Linked DNA regions of Mus musculus: regions 1 and 2 are each linked to region 3. The links are chromatin contacts, called in public HiChIP or PLAC-seq and Micro-C maps. All regions are on one chromosome and are shown on one strand. Each heading gives the region's core, a stretch centred on a gene start, on an enhancer-like site or on the middle of the called end of the contact. The rest is flanking DNA. Distances are from core to core; before and after follow the strand shown. Region 1 holds the start of Ptprn2 (protein tyrosine phosphatase, receptor type, N polypeptide 2). Region 2 holds the start of Ncapg2 (non-SMC condensin II complex, subunit G2). Region 3 holds the start of Vipr2 (vasoactive intestinal peptide receptor 2).

What was found. A called contact is a pair of places that touch in the nucleus more often than the background predicts. HiChIP or PLAC-seq counts read pairs in DNA pulled down with a chosen protein or histone mark.
Region 1: a Micro-C map of embryonic stem cells shows a contact between it and region 3, with 1.9 times the contacts expected there. The contact joins the promoter of Ptprn2 here to the promoter of Vipr2 in region 3. A contact is called at or near these places in 12 of 39 promoter capture datasets (the 3T3-L1 cell line, the HPC-7 cell line, cranial neural crest and 7 more), 3 of 484 Hi-C or Micro-C datasets (all in embryonic stem cells) and 3 of 9 other capture datasets (adipose tissue, liver and macrophages).
Region 2: an H3K4me3 HiChIP or PLAC-seq map of embryonic stem cells shows a contact between it and region 3, with 14 read pairs. The contact joins the promoter of Ncapg2 here to the promoter of Vipr2 in region 3. A contact is called at or near these places in 11 of 39 promoter capture datasets (the 3T3-L1 cell line, the C10 cell line, the HPC-7 cell line and 5 more), 12 of 484 Hi-C or Micro-C datasets (B cells, the Ba/F3 cell line, the N1E-115 cell line and 5 more), 9 of 115 datasets of contacts at active chromatin or transcription factors (astrocytes, cardiomyocytes, embryonic stem cells and 5 more) and 2 of 9 other capture datasets (embryonic stem cells and pancreatic islet).

What each region holds. Positions count from the first base shown.
Region 1 is chr12:116,483,827-116,487,649 of GRCm38.p6, forward strand. Ptprn2 (protein tyrosine phosphatase, receptor type, N polypeptide 2) reads left to right here and starts at 1,894. Exons shown (of 23, transcript NM_011215.2): 1 at 1,894-2,147. The coding sequence starts at 2,039.
Region 2 is chr12:116,403,657-116,408,042 of GRCm38.p6, forward strand. It overlaps Ncapg2 (non-SMC condensin II complex, subunit G2), which reads left to right and starts at 1,780. Exons shown (of 29, transcript NM_133762.4): 1 at 1,780-1,805; 2 at 2,046-2,221; 3 at 3,542-3,654. The coding sequence starts at 3,577. It overlaps D430020J02Rik (RIKEN cDNA D430020J02 gene), which reads right to left and starts at 1,505. Exons shown (of 2, transcript NR_028421.1): 1 at 1,311-1,505; 2 at 1-987.
Region 3 is chr12:116,075,995-116,079,908 of GRCm38.p6, forward strand. It overlaps Vipr2 (vasoactive intestinal peptide receptor 2), which reads left to right and starts at 1,732. Exons shown (of 13, transcript NM_009511.2): 1 at 1,732-1,899. The coding sequence starts at 1,852. Gm46383 (a long non-coding RNA gene) reads right to left here and starts at 2,237. Exons shown (of 3, transcript XR_001780734.2): 1 at 2,041-2,237; 2 at 1,377-1,510.

The DNA.
Region 1 (3,823 bases), core at 644-3,143, 410 kb after region 3:
ACCCAGGAAGCCTAAGTAAACTCCTCTGGGTCTCCCTGGTGCCTTACTTACTTGCCGATGGTTGTGACAGCTGGTGTGGGCTCTACAAGTCCCTGGGTCACTGCCAGTGTGATCAGATCTGACTTTGTAGAGAGCTGACCCTTCTACATTGGAGCTATAGCGACCCTCACTAAGGGTGGATGGGAGGTTACTTAGCTGTTCCTCTGTACTCGAGAAACTGTGTTAGGGCAAGCTGATAAAGCCTTCTCCTGAAAACTCACCAAACAGCCCTTGATATCTGAATACCACTGTCATGAAGAACCTAGCCTTCTGTGTGTTTTCTTTTCCTGTTGTTCTTGTCCCCAGAGTCATGACATGACTGTTAGGATATCAGAGGACATATCTGCCCACCCAGGCAGTCCCCTGCTACTCCATTCATCCTTACCCCCCCCCACACACACACATATACCCCTGAGCTCATCCATGTTTCGGCATCAGGGATCAAGGATATTCTAGACGAGCTGAGGATGGCACTTGAAGCAGTTCTTGGAGTTTGCAAGAGAATCGGTGTCATTGATGTCTGCTTAAGGGTCTTACACCGTTTGGGGGTGTAGTGTTCTAACTGCTAATGCTACTGAAAATGGTGAACAGAGCCAAAGTGATATGAGGCTTACCATCCTTCTTCCTAACCAGACAGGCATTTTCAGGACCACAGGCAACACCTTTGTAGGGGACCCTGTTGCTGTGAAGTGTTGCGGTGGTCTTCTGGAGTAACGGCTTTTTCTACTAAGGTACATTCTCACTTCCCCAGGTTGGGGGCACAAGGTCTGAAGGAGAGACTGGGATAAAAGATTTGGAAGGCAAAATCAGGATGGGGCCCAACAAAGGCGCGAGAATAGATGTCAGAATCTTCAGGCCCAACACCTAGTTTAGTTAGTTGTAGATAGGCCGGACTGAAAGATAGCTCCGTCACTGCTGCCCCAAGCCCCAGTCAGACCAAATAGAGGCAGTCTTTCTCCAAGGGACCTTGTGGCAAGGGGCATTAAAGGGAGGGATGGAAGGAAGTGAGAGGACTGGCCAGGCAAGGGAGGGCAAACTCAGGATGGTGGTTGGGACTCCTAGCAGTGACACAATGACACGAAATGGAAAGATACTGGCTCTATGGGAGACCTGAGGGAGGAAGTGGGCTGTTCCCTTAAACGCAAGCATGCATACGTTGAGACTGTTACATTCAAAACAAACCCACTCACATATACACACACACCTCCCACAGTCTTCAGATGCCAGGGGTACCACCCCATTGAATCCTGCCTTTGTCTATGGGTCTTTTGGAAAGTGGTCTGAGAATCTGCACTTGGTCCCTCAGCACTGGCCATTCCAGGGATAGACTGGACTGTGAGCATGGAAGGCCCCCAGGTAAACATGTCTAAAATTCGGACTCGACGCCGCATGGGGTACACTCCACGGTCACTCTGACTCCTTTTGTTCTGTTTGAGGACTCCATCTGCAACTCCCACCCCATCAGCCTCCTATTCAGGCCCTGCACAAAGTTGAAGTTTTCCTCTCTTGGCCTACCTTCGAGATGCAGCTTCCAGTGGATCTATGCCTGCAGACCCCAACAGCTGCCACCACTTACTGCGGACAGTTGAGTTTAAACACTGAATAAGAGGGAGTTTGGTGTTTCAGCAGCACAACCACACTTCCAAGTGTCCTTTCTCCACGAACCGATCTGGACACTGCAGGGTGACCCTCGAAGATCCCAAGCAGAAGGGACCACAGCTTGTGGGGATAGAACCCGCTTCTCGGGAGGGGAGCGAGCACCTCCTGCCTATCCCCCGCGAGGTGGGCGTGCCTGAACGTGCATGGCTGACAGAGGGCGTGGTCATGGGCGGGGCCGGCGGCGGGGGTGGGGCCGGTGGCGCTGTCCGGTGCTGAAGCTCGGCCGGCGCCGCCGCAGGAGCGCTGAGAGCGCCGCGAAAGGAGCTGGCGCCGCCTCGCTAAGTCCCTATCGGTCCTTGCTCCCGCGCGGCCATGGACTGAGCGCCAACCGGCTGCGGGGATGGGGCCGCCGCTCCCGCTTTTGCTGCTGCTGCTGCTACCGCCGCCGCTGCCTCGCGCTCTGCCCGCCCCCGCGTCTGCCCGCGGCCGGCAGCTCCCGGGGCGCCTGGGTGAGTGAGGGGCGCGGGGATGGGAGCTGGCGCTGGGTTCTGTGTGCCCGTGCGCAGCCGCAGGGCCCGCGGGCCCGCCGTGCGTCTTCCGGTCCTCGCCAGCTACGTGGGGCGGGTCTCGCCCCCCTCCCCGCCTCAGTTTCCCTCCCCAGTGACCGACCCCACCCCCTTTGGCTATGGGCCCCTGCGTCAAGGACCTGGGACAGCTCAACCATACGGTTGTCCACGCCCCGCGTGTTTGTGCATCCCGGAGTGTCCACGCTTTGCGCGTGCCCCAAGTGTCTATGAGCCCTGCCTGCTCTCGTGTTCCCTACGTGTGTCCGTGCGCTCCGCGTGCTACCTGAAGGGCCAGGACGTGGCTTAGTGAGTGGCTGGGTCCTTCCATGGAGGCTGTCCTCTCCTGCTACCATGCGCTGCGCCTGCCTTTTCCCTCTCACGAGGCAAATCCTCGGTCTGCCGGTGAAGACTGGACCGACATTTTCCTTTCCTGACACGCGGAAGGAAAAGGAAAGGCGACAGGGAGGGAGGGCGGAACTGGTGGCCTTTCTGACATGGCACCTCCCTCCTGCTAATCTTGTCTGTTAAGGAGATTTACCACAAACCCAATGTTTGTAAGAGGCTTTGGGGCCAGAATTACAACACATAATGGACTAGAACAATCAGTATTAGAGGAGAGAGTGTGCACGCCTGTGGATGGTAGGCAGTGAGGGGTGAGCTGCAGCCTTGGCCCGAGCTCCCCTCAGGCTCCACACCTCCTTCCTCCCGCCTCTGGTCTTCAGAGGTGTTTCAACCTTGCAAAACTCAAAGAAAGGGACTGCAGAGAGGAGGGATCTTTGCTCTCCCAGCCCTTTGGCTGGCTTAGGGCTGGTTCCCTAGGCTTTCCTGGCCTCCTGATCTCTCCACACCGAGGGTCTAGTTTAGTTTGCAGGAACTACTTAGGATGGAAAGTAGGCCCTTGCCTACCACATGAGACTCCTTGAACAGGCATTTTTTTCCCCAGTCTACTTCCCCCATGACCAGCTCACAGGCCCCTTATTCCTCACTGAGTGGCTAAATGTGTCCTTTATTCAATAGGGGTGTGTGTGTGTGTGTGTGTGTGTGTGTGTTCTGGATGTGTGTGTGTGTGTGTGTGTGTGTGTGTGTGTGTGAAGCTTTTGCCTTGTTCACCCCAGATGAACCCAGAAGACTAAGATATACATTAATTTTCTCTCTCCTATTCCTTTCTTACTGGCTAGAAACTGGCCTGTTACTTCTTGGGAGAGCTGATTGCCCAGATGGCCAGATGTCACCCTTCACAGGCACAAGGCTGCAAACAGGTCAGGGAGTAGCAGGACACCAGAGGTGGCCCTACCTTATGGCAGAGCACGGGAGGAGATGCTTTCCTAGGTAGTCGATGGCTCATAGCATTTTCTCAAAACCACAAAGAAAGGGGAAGAAGGTTGGGGATGTGAGGCTGGCAAAGGTAACCCAAAGACAGAAATGTTTGGAAGTAAGTCGTCCTGGGCACCTGCCTAACACAGCAGTGTTCTCTTGACAACAACCAAAGTTGAGGCAGGTCATCAATAGGTGTGACCTGCATTGCTGATCCACCCTAAACATGGCAGAAAGTATTGTCTGATGGCTCAGCAAGGAGGGTCAGGTTAATGACTGTTCCCCTGTCCATCTTGGGGTGGGCA
Region 2 (4,386 bases), core at 530-3,029, 330 kb after region 3:
GTGAGCCTTGGTCGGATAGTCTGATGGAGACCCAGGGATGGTAGGCCTGGGAAGCAGTAACGAAGGCTTTTCAACTAGAACAGGGTTAGGTCCTACTGGTTGGGTCGGGGGCTACTGAGGCTCAAACGAACCATGACTGATGACCCAGGCTTTCCACTATAGTCATAAAAAACTAATCCCCACCGCATGCCCCTTATCCATGCCTTGATGTCATATTTTTTTCCTGTGTCTGTAAATTTGATCAGTACTCTGTCTAAATCATCGGGGCGACAGTCAGCCCTTTTATACAGTTCCATTACGGTGTGCTTTCCAGGCCCTGAGTTCTGAAAAGAGAACTCAGCCCTGTCAGGAACATGACCACTAGCCCATTTCCAATCACCATCGTTGGAAGTAACACAATTCCATTGGCCACAATAATAGGAGGCTGACCCTCCGCATAAGGACCACTTGCTGTGCTCTGGGCAGCAGTAGAATCCATAGCTTCTTACTAGATTAGGGGGAGTGCTTCTAGCAGCTGGAATTATCTGTTTGAGGCAGAAGGCTAGGTCTGGCCACCATGTCCCTGGCGGCGCTGTTTTGGAGGTGGTAAACAAGACCTGATCCGAATCAGGACCGAGAACTTGCCAAGTTAGAGTCAGAGGCTGGTGTGGGTTGTGGTTCTTTAGGCCCAGGGTGACTCCTGTGACCCAAGCGAAGCTTAAGAGGATTGTCAGTGGCTGCCACCATCCAGTTGTCTTCATCTTGGCTGGGTGCCTTTTTGACGTGGGAGGCATGGATCCAAGCAGCGATCCCGTCTACTTTTACTGCCGTGGGGGTGGTCAACAGCACCAGATACGGTCCTTTCCACCGGGGCTCAAGCGTGCCAGTGCGATGTCGTCTGACCAAGACTGAGTCTCCAACCTGGAACCCGTGAGGCACTGCTATGGTTCCCGGAGTGTAGGCTTCTCTGATCTGGTTGCAGATCTGTGTTTTAACAACCTCTAGGGCCTTTAGGTGAGCAAAAAGAGCAGAGGGTGAGGATGAGTCAGTGCCAAGATCCAATATCCCACCTGACTCAGTTAAGGGAGGCGGTCCCCCAAAGAGAATCTCATAAGGGGTAAGACCGAAATGTCCAGGAGTGTTTCGGACCCTGAGGAGCGCAAAGGGAAGGAGAGTCACCCAGTCCTTTCCGCCGGTCTCCATGACTAATTTAGTAAGGGTCTCTTTTAAAGTCCTACTCATTCTTTCTACCTGTCCTGAGCTCTGGGGCCTATAAGCACACTTAGAAACTTCCAATTAGTCCCCAATTGTGTGGCCAATTCCTGACTTACCTGGGCAACAAATGCGGGCCCATTGTCTGAGCCGATTACCTTAGGGATCCCGAACCGAGGCAGGATTTCTTCAAGAATCTTCTTGGTTACCACTTGAGCAGTCTCGGACTTGCTCTCCCTCCTCCGTCTGATATCAGCGTGACGTCTCACCGAGCAGCTGGCAAGGAACACAGAAGCAACAGCAGCGCTCCCAAGGAAGGTGGGTGTGTGTGGGCGGAGGGCGGGAAACACAGCCAGCAGCTCTGCGCCTGCGCATCCCGTGAGCGCGCTAAAGAGACTCCCGCCAGAGGCTCTGAGTCACGCCCAGGAGGCGGTGCTTGGGCCTTGGGGGCGGAGCCTGGCTGCAGAGCTGTGGGGGATATGGGCGTGGCCGGGACGGCGTCAGATCTCGTGAGAGCGGCGACTGGTGACGGGGTGGAGGGCGGGAGCGTCCGGGGTATACGCGGGTGTGTTTGAATCTGGTCCGAGCGCGGGAAACTATGGGTCTGTGGTGAGGTGAGCGCCGCGCGGTGAGTTGGGTGGGAGGTGAGTAGGACTCGGCGGCCGGCGACCGCGGCTGGGCGGCGGACACCGTCGCGGGTCTCACGTCCGCGGCCGCCATCGGTTTCGAGCGCTTGTGGAGCGGGAGGTGCTGCGGGAGGGCAGAGCGGGATCCCCCGGCTGACTGGGAAGGATCCCAGACCGAGAAGCGGGGCTCGCCAGGGAGGATCTCAGCCTGGAACCCGGGTTCACTAGGTAGGACCTCAGACTAGGACGACCCCGGGAGAGGGCCCGAGTGTGACTGGCGAGGACTCCGGAAAATGACCTGCGCACAGTAGGGAGGCTCTCAGGCAAGGACCTGATGCAGACTACGGAGGACCGGGGACGCAGACCTGAGTCTGACTAGAGAAGACCCCTGAGAAGGAGCCTGGGTGAGTAGGTAGTACCAAAGACCTGCACCCGGGTTGACTAGCGAGAACCCCAGCCCTGACCAGAGAATGACATGGAAGATCCTGGCACGGGGCTGGGGAGCTGACTAGGGAGGACAGCAGTGTTGACACTTAACTGGGGCCTGACGTGGTGGTGAAGACGCTGGATTTATTCTTGCACTGACATAAGGGAGGAACCCGAACCTATACCTAGGACTGATCTAGGGAGCAACTTAGTTATGAACTAAGGAAAGAGAAAAATCAAGATACGGAGTCACGGTTTGTAAGTAGCATATGTAGACATTATATGGCATACTAAGTTGCCAAAGACATGTACTTAAGTAAACAAAGTGACCATAATTAGTAAAGTGGTGATACTGGCAACCCACCTTTCCCTCTCCATTTTATTCATCACAAAAAAGTTATGGTTCACAATTCAGCCATTTGAATCGGGGAATGAAGTGGCTATATTTAAAATTTACTAATATGAGGAGTTGTCAAATTGAGGTTATTTTCTACTTTTATTCAATTTAGAATAGGAATGCATATTTATTGTGATTCACACTCTATAATTAATGCCAATAATTCTCCATATTGCTGTATTTCTAAAGGTATGAGAGATTTTCAAATTTATTCTTAAGATGAGAAGACCTGTTGCAAATATCATTTGTTGTAACTGTATTGTTAGGTTTTTGTTTTGAGTATGTCATCGTAGCACCAGGTGTAAAGGTAAAATAGGATGGCATTTTACCTGGGAGATCACATGTAGGAAGAAGAATGAGCAAGGTCCCCAGAGCTCTCATTATCCTGTAGGTGTGCAGAGGAGGGGAGGGTGCTGGAGTGGGGCACAGATGCACTGCCTAACAAGCTCCCAGGTGACCTCAGGGCTGTTTTTGTGGTTTTACTTCCAAGTCTCTCTCTTGAAAAACAAGAGAGAATTGTTGGGTGGGATCTTCTTGGAGGAATGGGACTTTAGAAGTGGAGTCTGCAGAATTCAGATGTGGAGATGAGCCTGACCCTATTGCATAAGTCAGGTCTTTCTTCCCAAGCCAGCATCTAAAAGGCTAAACGTAAGAGAAAGTAAGATTCCTGAGGCAGTTTTAATTTCTTGTTGCTTTCATTGTAGTTACATTGATAATTGGTGATCACATAGATGTTTTGTTTATAACATCATCAGATTTTTTTTCAGATTATTGCAGTTTTGTATCATAGTGTTATAAACTGTCTTCTGTAGTGGTATAAAGTTTCTTGAATGTTTGTATTAAATTAAAACTTACGGGACATTTTGCACATTTACGTTTTGGTCTGATTGTATCTTACTAGGGTTGTAAGGCTCCCTTAGAACAGTCACATCCGTCATGGAAAAACGTGAGGCGTTCATCCAAGCAGTATCTAAGGAGTTGGTTGAAGAGTTTCTGCAGTTTCTTCAACTTGATGTAAGTTATGTGTTTTACTTTTATTGTAGTTTGACCCTGGATGTTCTAAAATCGTGTCACCGAGTAAAATACAGTTCTCTCAATGAATGTTTATTTTTAAAAAGCTAGGTAAATTCTTTAGAATGAAATGGGGCTGAGTTAAAAAGTAGAAGATAAACAGAAGTTATCCAAAGAGCCCATGGATCAGAAGGAACTCCCTAAGACTAGGAGAAGGCTGGCTGTGTTTTAACCTGAAGAGTTTTGGCAGGTCCAGAGTGCAGTGATGGATACAATGGAAAAAGTAGGGATGATGAAAAGCTGAGTTACTTTTATGTTGCTGGGATAAAACACCATGATCAAAAGCAACTTAACAAAAAGACCTTATTTTTGGCTGATGGTTCCAGAGGACTAAGCCCATCATGATGGGTAGGCATGCCAGCGGGAGCAGGAGGCTGAGAGCTCATATTCTCAACTGCAAGCATATGCATAACAAACTTTAAGACATTAGCACTATAAACCTCCCCAAACAGTGCCACCAACTGGGAACCAACTGTTCAAATACTGGAGACTGTAGAGAGCATTTCTCATGCATATGACTGCAGAACTTTTAGAAAGTTCAGAGTTTGTCCAGTGGGCAGACAATGGCCAGTGTATAGACAGAGGAGCCAGAGTGGAGGGGAACTTAGAACAGAAGACAGCGAAAAGATTGGCCTCTGAATGCTTGTCTGCCTGCCTGTACAGAGCAGGTTGAGG
Region 3 (3,914 bases), core at 482-2,981:
AACCCTAGAGTCTGGAAACCAGAGCAGCCACTCAAGTGGAAGGTGCCAGGAAACTGCCCAAGAGGATGTCAGTGGGGAAGGGATAGGAAGGCCAGACATCAGTAGGTAGAGATGAAACGGGGCTAAGAGCAGGTCTGGAGGATGCTGGAGGGCACAACACAAGGCTGAACTCAGGTTCATATCCAGGCTGTGAACAATGTGAAGTCCCATCAGAACCAAGCAGTCACCATAGGCACAAGAGTCTCTCTCTCTCTCTCTCTCTCTCTCTCTCTCTCTCTCTCTCTCTCTCTCTCTCCTTACCCCAATTCAGAAGAATGGAGAGACCTTGAAAGACATGACCAGTCTTTTTAGGACCTTCGCTCCTCCAGGATACCCCCAGGAAAACAAGTCCCTCTTGTCTCCCCGTGCCTGTATCTCATCCTTGTCAGGACTATCACTTCATCTCATCATATATGCCATTGCTGTGGTTGGAACCCTGGCGTCTCACCCAGTTTTGACCAATAACATCCGGACGTGACTTTAGAATGCATCCCTCACAACAATTCAGGTGTATCAGCTCTCCTAATTCTAATTGTAACCCTCTGGGATGGAGCAATGGCAGGGGTCGATGTTGTGATTTACAAATGTGCAGGTGGATCAGGTTCACTGGCTGAAACAGCGGACAGGGGTTGTGGACAAAGCCAGAGCCCAAGCTTCCTGGCCCCAAGCTGCAGACCTAGTGCCCAGACCTTCTCCTCCATAAAATCCCCTGATGGACAAACACAGGCAGATGCACAGATAGTGGAAGGGTGACAGAAAACAGATAGAAACCTAGGTCCAAGGGTACACGGGGCTCTGATGTCATGGAGCACATGATGAACTCAGTGGGGAGAAAAATAATGGGCAGATAGACACCCCAAAGTGTGAAGGATACATTTTGTACTATTTCAGACTTCTGACTTTGGGCTTGAAATTATATCTGAATAAGAAGTTTAAAACTTGCCTGCTTTACTTAATGGAGTACTATTGTCTGCTGGTAGCTTTCTGCTCTTCCCTAGACTGGTCTGTCGACAGACAGCCAAACCATAGCTGAACAGTGGCAGTGTCTCCACAAGCCTAGTGTACAATGAGCCACACACGTGTCACCTGAGGGTTTGGGGTGCCGATGAGCAGACCCACTTTTGCGTTGATGAAGTCTCTGCTTTCTGTTCAACTTGGCCTTAGGCTCTCAAGGGGAGCCATGCAAGAGCTTTCTCTTTTCTCTCTGCTCACACCAGTGCAGACCTAACCATGGTCGTCCAGCCACTTTCTGCACTTTTTCCTTGTGCTGCACACAGGCTTCGCATTTGCACAGGGAGTTGGTGCCAGATGCTACCTCAGCGCTCAAGTTCCCTTACCTGGAATTGGGCAATGCCCTCTGTGGGTGAGCATCTGCTTACTTGAGCCACCAGCTCTCCAAAGGCTTGAACACGGCAGCCCACAGTGGGGTCGCAGAGGAGGGAGGCAGTACAGCTCGGTTAGCAGAGGGAGCCTGGGAGGAAGGAGCGCGAGAGAGCAGGGCTGACAAGGGAAGTACCCAGGCCAGGAGGGGGTCGGGGTGAGGCCCAGGGTCTTGCACTTCAGAGGGAAGTAGGGGTGGAAGGAGGGACGTTTGGACAGAGATCTGGTGGACCGGAGTGCCAGAGAGAGACTCCGCAAAAAGGAGAAAGGGGCGCGAGGCGGGGACTGGGCCGAGGGGCGGGGCCGGGACTTGCAGCCTGGAAGGCGGAGAGGGCGATAGGCGCGAGACTGAGGAAATCCGCGCTGGGAGGCCCGGAGCAGGGGACCGTGCTGCTGAGGCGCCAAGGACCGAGGCAGCACGCTGAGCCCAAGATGAGGGCGTCGGTGGTGCTGACCTGCTACTGCTGGTTGCTGGTGCGGGTGAGTGAACCCGCGCCCACTTCCCGAAGAGGCGCATCCTGCAGTGGACCGCGGGGCTCACCTCCGAGTCCCAGCACGAGCGGGCGGAGCGTGGGGCCAGGGGAGACAATCCAGAGCAGAATGCTTCCTACTGAGCCTTACCAAACCCTGGGCTGCTGGACTCAGGGGAATTTTCCTATTCCCACCGCCGTTGCGGGTTCGCCAGAAGTGGGGTTGAAGTTCTCCTCGACCCCCGCCCCTGGGACGACCTGGGTCCTGGTCTGGCAGTGCTCCTGGAGTTGGGAACACCCCTAGCACCCAGCGAGAAGAGTGGCCGCTGCCCGGGCCACCTGCTCTGACTTTGCTTCCGATAGAAACTGCTGTTACTCTGTGGTTAAATATTTCTCTTTCCATCTCCTGGTCTGAGTGTTTGTTTAGTATGTGACAGAAGGAAAGTGCTGTGGCTAAGAAAGTTTCCTTTTGGAAATACTCTCTTTTTTATTTCTTCTTCTTCTTCTTCTTCTTCTTCTTCTTCTTCTTCTTCTTCTTCTTCTTCTTCTTCTTCTTAAGAGAGCCAAAAGAACCCCTGAACCGAAGTTTGTTACATGGGTTGCATTGGTTTTATGTAGTTCTCCGGAACTCTACCCTTTATTTGAAAACCTTTCTTAAGAAAGAAAAAGAAGGGCTTGAGCCTTATTTCTTGCATTTGCTTCTCTGCTCTGAGAACTGTATCCCTGTGGAGCTTAAGGTTTCCACACATATCTAGGCCTCCGGCTGAGGGAGCCAACTAAGCTTAGTGTGTGCAGCAAGAGGGGAGGGGATGTTTAAGGAAATCCATCCGTCATTGTTGATGAAATTTCAGTTTTCTGGAGCATATCTTCTCTGCCCCCACGGGCAGCTGAGGGAAGCTTCCCAAGGATGCTCGAGAATCCTCGGGACTCCAATCACTTTAACCTTTCAGACATCCCAACATTTCATCGTTCCCCATGTTCCAGGAATGTCAGCAATACCAGGCTTTTAGCACCTTAATTTATCATCTCATCAGTTCTGAAATTCAGATCAGTGAGTTGCTATTGCTTGACCTCCGAATCTCTGCATTTTAGTGGTTGTGTAGCAATGAGCTGGTAAATCCAAGGTACCTCAAGTGATTTTAAATGAAGTGAATGTAGCAGAAAAATTCAACATTGAGTTTTGTCCTTTGATTCTATTGGGAAATTGTATTCCTCGTTGGGATGCTAGCTGGCCTAGATCAACAGTAGGATAACTAAACACAGAGATAGCCATACCTAACTGAGCAGGATTCCTTTGCATTACTGTCTTGTAAAAGCAAATTTTTGTTAAGACAGGGAGAAACTGAAGCAGACAGACAGACAGACAAGTAATGAGAGTGAGTGCTCCACAAGGAGCCCAGCCTGGGAGGAAGGACACTGGGTCTTTATAAGAACAGCGATCAGAAAATGCTGCCTTCCTGGACTGCGAGCTCAGATGCTCTCTATACTCTCTGGCTGGCGCTCAGCTTCAGTGCCTAAGGACTCCGTGAAAGCTTTGCAGAAACCTTCCATGGCTCCTTGGATCAGATCTGTTTCTCTCAGCGCTGCCTCTTCCATCCAATCCCTCTCATTCTTAAAAAAGTGTTTCACACCAAGCTGCTCAATGATAACAATGTTACCAGTACGAGTAGGGTTAAGTTTTGAATGTGCCCTGAAGCGTATGAAAGTTCACTTAACCTATTCTGACTCTAGGGTGACCACAGAGAGGATCCCCAGGTACACAGAGTGTCTGTGCACACCCACAGCCACTAAGAGTTAACTTGCTTTACTTAAGCAAACCATAGACTATGAAATGGGAGCTCTTCAATTCTGAGAGATGAACATTTCTAACAGCCCATTGCTCTTAAGTTAGTAATAACAACATACAATGTCAGTTTACTCTCCTGCTCAGAAAAAGTATTCTATTGGATTTTATGTTTGTTTCACAAAATAGTAAAGTTTTTCTTCTTTTTTTTTAAATAACCACATCAGGAAAATGAAATAGCT